2 separate regions of the Danio rerio genome follow, and region 1 is linked to region 2. The links are chromatin contacts, called in public HiChIP or PLAC-seq maps. All regions are on one chromosome and are shown on one strand. The core of a region is the stretch at or near the end of the contact, and the rest is flanking DNA. Distances in the headings are between cores, read along the strand shown.

Evidence for each region. HiChIP or PLAC-seq counts read pairs in DNA pulled down with a chosen protein or histone mark.
Region 1: an H3K4me3 HiChIP or PLAC-seq map of gastrula embryo shows a contact between it and region 2, with 6 times the contacts expected there. The contact joins the promoter of irs1 here to the promoter of mecom in region 2. A contact is called at or near these places in 1 of 18 Hi-C or Micro-C datasets (embryo) and 2 of 4 datasets of contacts at active chromatin or transcription factors (embryo and gastrula embryo).

The regions. Positions count from the first base shown.
Region 1 is chr15:38,600,593-38,603,803 of GRCz12tu, reverse strand. irs1 (insulin receptor substrate 1) reads left to right here and starts at 1,763. Exons shown (of 2, transcript XM_682610.11): 1 at 1,763-3,211. The coding sequence starts at 2,401.
Region 2 is chr15:38,330,919-38,333,876 of GRCz12tu, reverse strand. mecom (MDS1 and EVI1 complex locus) reads left to right here and starts at 1,692. Exons shown (of 16, transcript XM_073923918.1): 1 at 1,692-2,001. The coding sequence starts at 1,965.

The DNA of each region.
Region 1 (3,211 bases), core at 514-3,013, 270 kb before region 2:
GTGGCTTTGGTGCATTTCTCACAACACTATTTATAACATTATCATTTGCTTATGTCATGTCAGTCAAAGCAAACTAAACTTCTGATTGCTGAACAGTCATTCCATATAAAACGTATAGTCCTCATTTCATTACTTGAGTCATTACATACAAAAATGTTGAACTAGTTGTCAAAATCTGTCAAATGTAAATTTTTTGAAACATTTTAATTGAACAATTTGATGAATGATTTAAAGACCTGTACATGTTTGTAGGTTTAGTTTTAGTATTTACTGCAATATTGTTTTGCTGTGCACAGCTCTACCCAAAGGAGGCTTATGTTTGTTGTAAATAAGGGTGTATTTATTCTTTTGCACAATACTGTGAATAAATGATAATTGCAAAGAGCAAATGCAGTAAAAATGTGAAACATACATATTCAGTGTCTTGTACTCAGATACCTCACTTAATGCAGTGACGATGTGTAGTTTTACTGTAGTTTTCAAATGGTTGTGCAAATGGTAGAAAGTGCTGTCTTGAGCATTTTCAGGAAGTGTCACCAAATTGTTTTTGCATTAGAAAAAAATGTCCAGAGTAAACGGTCATAATGAAACATGACAAAGCCATTTGACTATCTTGTTCATAAACAATGATGTCAGGACTTTTCATCTTGATGACACTAAGACTTTCATTGGCATCAATACTTGCTTTTGAGGAATGAACTATCCATTGTGAGCATGTGGCATGCTTTTGCAGGTTATCAACTAGGTTTTGCAGTTTGTACTAATTGTTCTGAGAAATGCATTGACTGTTGTGCAAATGTAAATAATGTTGTGAGAAATGCAAAAAAAAAAGAGACTGAGAAAAACTGTAAATAGGTAATCATAAAAGTTAATAATAAAAGTAAAGTCATTTAGAAATATTTTGAGATAGCATATCATAATAAAGTTAAATAATAAAATTAAATAAAATAGGATAACAACTCTTATTGTGTTAAATGCCAGACTATAGAGATTCGGTTTTTCAGTTATCATTAAATTTGCATATAGACAGACAGACAGACAGACAGACAGACAGACAGACAGACAGACAGACAGACAGACAGACAGACAGATAGATAGATAGATAGATAGATAGATAGATAGATAGATAGATAGATAGATAGATAGCTGTTCATTTAAGTTCTGTCTTACATAATCCAGATAGAAAATGCTATTCTCAGACAGCTGAAAACAAGCTATAGACTTCTAATAGTGCAACACTGTACATGCTACACACATTATCCAGCCATAATTAATCCTCACAGTACTCTTAAAACGTCCACTTCAAAACACCTCAGCAATGCAATTACACACACAAGTACATATTGTTCATTTGCCACTATATTTATGCATGTAAATAGACAGTAACATGACCGCTATAAAGTATGACTTCCCATTTTACAATTGTGTGGTTATAAATATCTGCAGCGCATAGTTACATGGTGTCTTTTCAACACCGCCTCTAAATAAAACTTCATTTAGCTGGCGAATGAGTCGACTCGTTCTCTTACGTGTCTATCCCAAAGGATTCGCTTTTATTGAATCAATCAGTGCAAATAAATCTTTTTAGAGCAACTAGTTCAAAAAGATTCGAGTCACTGGAATGAGTCAAAATCCCCACTGTTACTTTTGAATCAGATGTCTCTCAGGATGATGGACATTTGATCCGGCCAATCAGCGAGTTCAGCTTCTCGATAGGCGGGATTATTGGTTGCATCGTAACAAGCTAGGCTGCAACCCCCCCAGTCTCAACTCCTCCATACAAACACACACGAGCGGTGGCTTGTTTTGGTCTGGTACGGCTTCGCAAAATAAGAAAACTCAGCGACTTTCGGAGGAACTTATGCAGCGGTTTAAACGGACTCGGTACATCTCCGTTGTTAAATAACGCTGAGATGCAAACTCCGCGCTCGTGCTTTGTTTAATTGCACTTTTGGGATTTTTGCAGACAGCGCTTTGATCTCCGGGGTAAACGGGGTCGTGCGCTGCTGACTGCGCTTGTTTTGATAATGCATTCGGATCTCTGGACTGAAAAGGACGCTGTTTTGTAAATATCACTGTTTTGTATTTTTATACATCACAAACTTGGTGCTTTCCGGTACTTGCAATATTCTTTGAAGATGTCCGATGGATTATTTAAAGTTAGTTTTAACAATGTAATGCTGCTGACGATAATCCAAGTGTGCTACGGTATCAATGAACTGTTATAACTGAAGCTCGTGTCGGAGTGCACAAAAGTGACTTGTTTTAGTGTTATTTTTCCTCAATTTTTACTAAATGGAAACGTTTTTGTGTCGGCGTTCACGTTTGGTGAAGATTGCACACGTAACGCTTTGACTTCCGATCCTGCAATTTTTCTGTAAATATTTTTATATATATACCATGGCAAGCCCGACTACGGAGCAAGGATGTTTTTCAGACGTGAAAAAGGTGGGTTATTTAAGGAAACCCAAAAGCATGCACAAAAGGTTTTTTGTACTGAGGGCGGCGAGCGCCTCCGGACCGTCCCGACTGGAGTACTATGAAAACGAGAAGAAGTGGAGACACAAGTCTGGAGCGCCGAAAAGATCCATTCCGCTGGAGAGCTGCTTTAACATCAACAAAAGAGCGGATTCAAAAAACAAACATCTCGTCGCGCTTTATACCAAGGATGAGTACTTTGCTATCGCTGCTGACAGCGAGATCGAGCAAGAGTCATGGTATGAAGCCCTGGTTGATCTCCATAACAGAGGTAAGGTCCACGAAACTGCCCCGGGCCGTGGAGTTGGCGAGGATAATTACGGGGAAGCCACGCCGGGACCTGCCTTTAAAGAGGTTTGGCAAGTTATATTGAAACCAAAGGGTCTGGGTCACACAAAGAACTTGATTGGAGTTTACAGATTATGCCTCACCAATAAGACTATCAGCTTTGTGAAACTGAATTCGGATGCAGCAGCTGTGGTTTTGCAGTTGATGAACATTAGGAGATGTGGTCACTCTGAAAATTTCTTTTTTATTGAAGTCGGCCGATCTGCTGTGACAGGCCCCGGGGAGTTTTGGATGCAAGTGGATGACTCTGTTGTGGCTCAGAACATGCATGAAACTATATTAGAAGCCATGAAAGCCATGAGTGAGGAGTTCAGACCCCGCAGCAAAAGCCAGTCATCTTCTAACTGCTCAAACCCCATCTCAGTGCCTGTCAGGCGGCATCATC
Region 2 (2,958 bases), core at 443-2,942:
GAGTATTAATCACATAAGGTAAACTGCATCTTCTCTGTTTGATGGGGTTGAATTTAAACCCGGCGACAAGCTAATAATTTAGCCGCATTTCCAAAGGGGTTTTGGCCTCAATTAATTTTCAATAATTACAGCCCACGGGGTCTTGACTGATCCTCACACCAGTGCGCCAGCTATACGCCATCTCTGGCCGACGGGGTCAGAGTATCCTCATAAAATATGTCCCGTGGAAAATAAGCACGGTAAGAGATTGCGAATGGATAAAACTCTTCTAATGCCAATGTATGGTTAAGCAAAGTAGAGGTAGCCACAACTGCACTGACAGCCATCCCCCCCCCCCAACCCCCCCCCCCCTTTCTCTCTTGCTCACACTTTTTTTTCTTCTGTTTTTGTTTGTCTTACAGAAGTTGCATGCAGTGCAATGGTGTACTTATTCTTTTGTGCATATATTTTATTTAGTATAAAATAATAACAAATTATGTTTTATATAACTTTTATATATTATATTGTATATATATATATTATATTTTGTGTTTCAATCTAATAAGTTGCATGCATGTATGTGAATAAATATTGGCCCATTTTATTGTTCTTTTGATATGCAAGACAAATTCTTATTTGGGCAATTTAGCTGAGTTTTAGATCAATTCTAATATGGCTTTATTAGATATCAAGATATTTTTAATGATCACTGATATTTGATAATTGCATCATGATTTGTATATTTAAAGAACCATCATTTTCTCCTCTTCTGTTTACTCTTGTGGGTTTTATTCGAGTAAGCTTTAGTAAGTGCTGGTCAGCTCAGATAGTCGTGGGCGGCAGCTGATGTTTGTTCTGCGCCATTCATTTTTATGCAGAGTGATGTCAGATTAATTGGATCCGTTTTAGAAATACTTAGCAATCAATACCGCCAGTGAGGGGCAAGCGACCCTTTTAAAGGTTCATGGGCAAGGTCAACGTGATGTCACGCGCTTCTAATTAATGGACAATTAACTTAATGACCCAAGAGTTTCACAAATTCTCACCCGTCTTGAAAACTAATAATAAATAACATAAAGCTAATAAATTCGTTATACAGGTCCAGGATAATTTATCATATCAGATAAAGGTCTACAGTGCAATACATTTAATTTGAAGATTGCTGGACATCGATGAAAAGGCATCAGAGATCACATTTCATTTCACATAAAAATTAGAGTAGCCTATATTTGTGATAAACAACTCAACTGCTACCTGATAACATTAACACCTTTGTTTTACACACTTGGAAATAATTGATTGTTTTACAGTTTTCATTTTTTAATTCTGTATCAGTGTATTTGGTCATTAACTGGCATTAAATCATAAAGAGAGAGACTAAACTTTACAGATTAATAATTGTCGCATAAAGGAAAAAAATATTCAGCGGGCTGCCCTCGGTACAGACTGCCCACGCGCCTGCTGAGGGAGGGGGAGAGAAGTAAAAGTTTATCATTTTCATAAATTCATAACGATGGTCAAGTCTCAATTAAACAACATAAAACGTTTAATGAAAACGTTTTACAATAGTCATTTACCCGAACAGTGATTAATGCGTCTTCATTTAAAACACAAAAGACCGGGCGCCTTGGACGCTCGAGACTGCTTCATTATAATTAATGTCTCCGGTTCCTCGTGCACCCGGAGGTCGCGAATAGCTCCGTCCCGCGCCCACTGATCTCTGAAGATCTGACACGAGAGGGATCTCGCCGGCTATTGCAACCTGACAAGATCTGTAATACTTGGGTGATGAATCGTTCCAAACTTTTTTGACGATGCTGGCAGCTCGGGGCTGTGCGCATGTGCGAAGGTGTCCAAACTGACAATGCTGGAGAGATAGTGCGTCTGGGATTGAGAATCACAGAGAAAAAGGACAGAGGAAAAAAGAAAAAGGAGGAAAAGATTCGAGAAAAAATCCGACGAACCCACGCCGAAAGACGGGCATCATGAGGTCCAAAGGCAGGGCAAGGAAACTGACCACTGGTAGGTGCAACATCTCCTTTTTAGCCCTTTTCAAACTGCCATCTTGTCCATGTTTATGATGCATAGAAACATTTTAGTCTCTAAACAGTTACAGTCAGCAGAGCCCAGCAATATTACTTGCTTGCGGAGGTTGAGGAAAAGCTAAACGAGAAGCGTCGCTCGCGATCGGACATGGCAAACCTAGATTCGAAACTGGCATCAAAGTTGCGCGTGGCGCGCAAACTTTTTAACTATCGCATGCTGTAATCGCGTTCTCTATTCGAGCCCCGAGCGCCCCGGTGTTCGATAAAAAAACACCTCCGTGCAAGTTTCTACGGCTCCGGTCACATCAATTTGCAGCAGCGACTTTGAAAAGACAGCTTCGCCTATAGTCGACAACAGAAAGCCAGCTGCGGAGGCACGCTTTTAAATGCAAACAGGTAGCTTACCATCTGATGTTACGACAGGCAATCTAATGAACTGCACATATGCTAGATTAACAGGACTGTGATAAAAAAGTGCTTTGAAGTATTTTTGATTTGTGGACATTTCTTTTTTTTTCCCTGTGCAATTGTCGAAAGTGGTTGTGCAACAAGTGATCAAATCCCGTTATGAATTTTTGTTCCGGTATGAACAGCCTGGAGAAATGTTTTTGTTTGTTATGGCCCTCTAAACGGTCGGCTGTAATCTTAGCTTTTGATTACGGGTTGCCTTAGGCGCTTGTTTGAGTTGACGTTCAATGCGTGTGTTCAATGCCACGCCACAACACAAGCTCAAACGCCGAAACTCAACATCAAGTAGTTAGTGGGAAGCTGTTCCCCTCCTCAATAGATTTATTCGGAACGAATGTATTTCGCTCAGGTCTGTGAATAATTCGGCCCCCTCGTGCGCAGTGGGCTGCAGAGTCTGATTTGAGCAATTTTCTTAACTTTTCTTTTTTGTTGCTCTTTTGCAATAAACAACGAAAATCCATGCAAT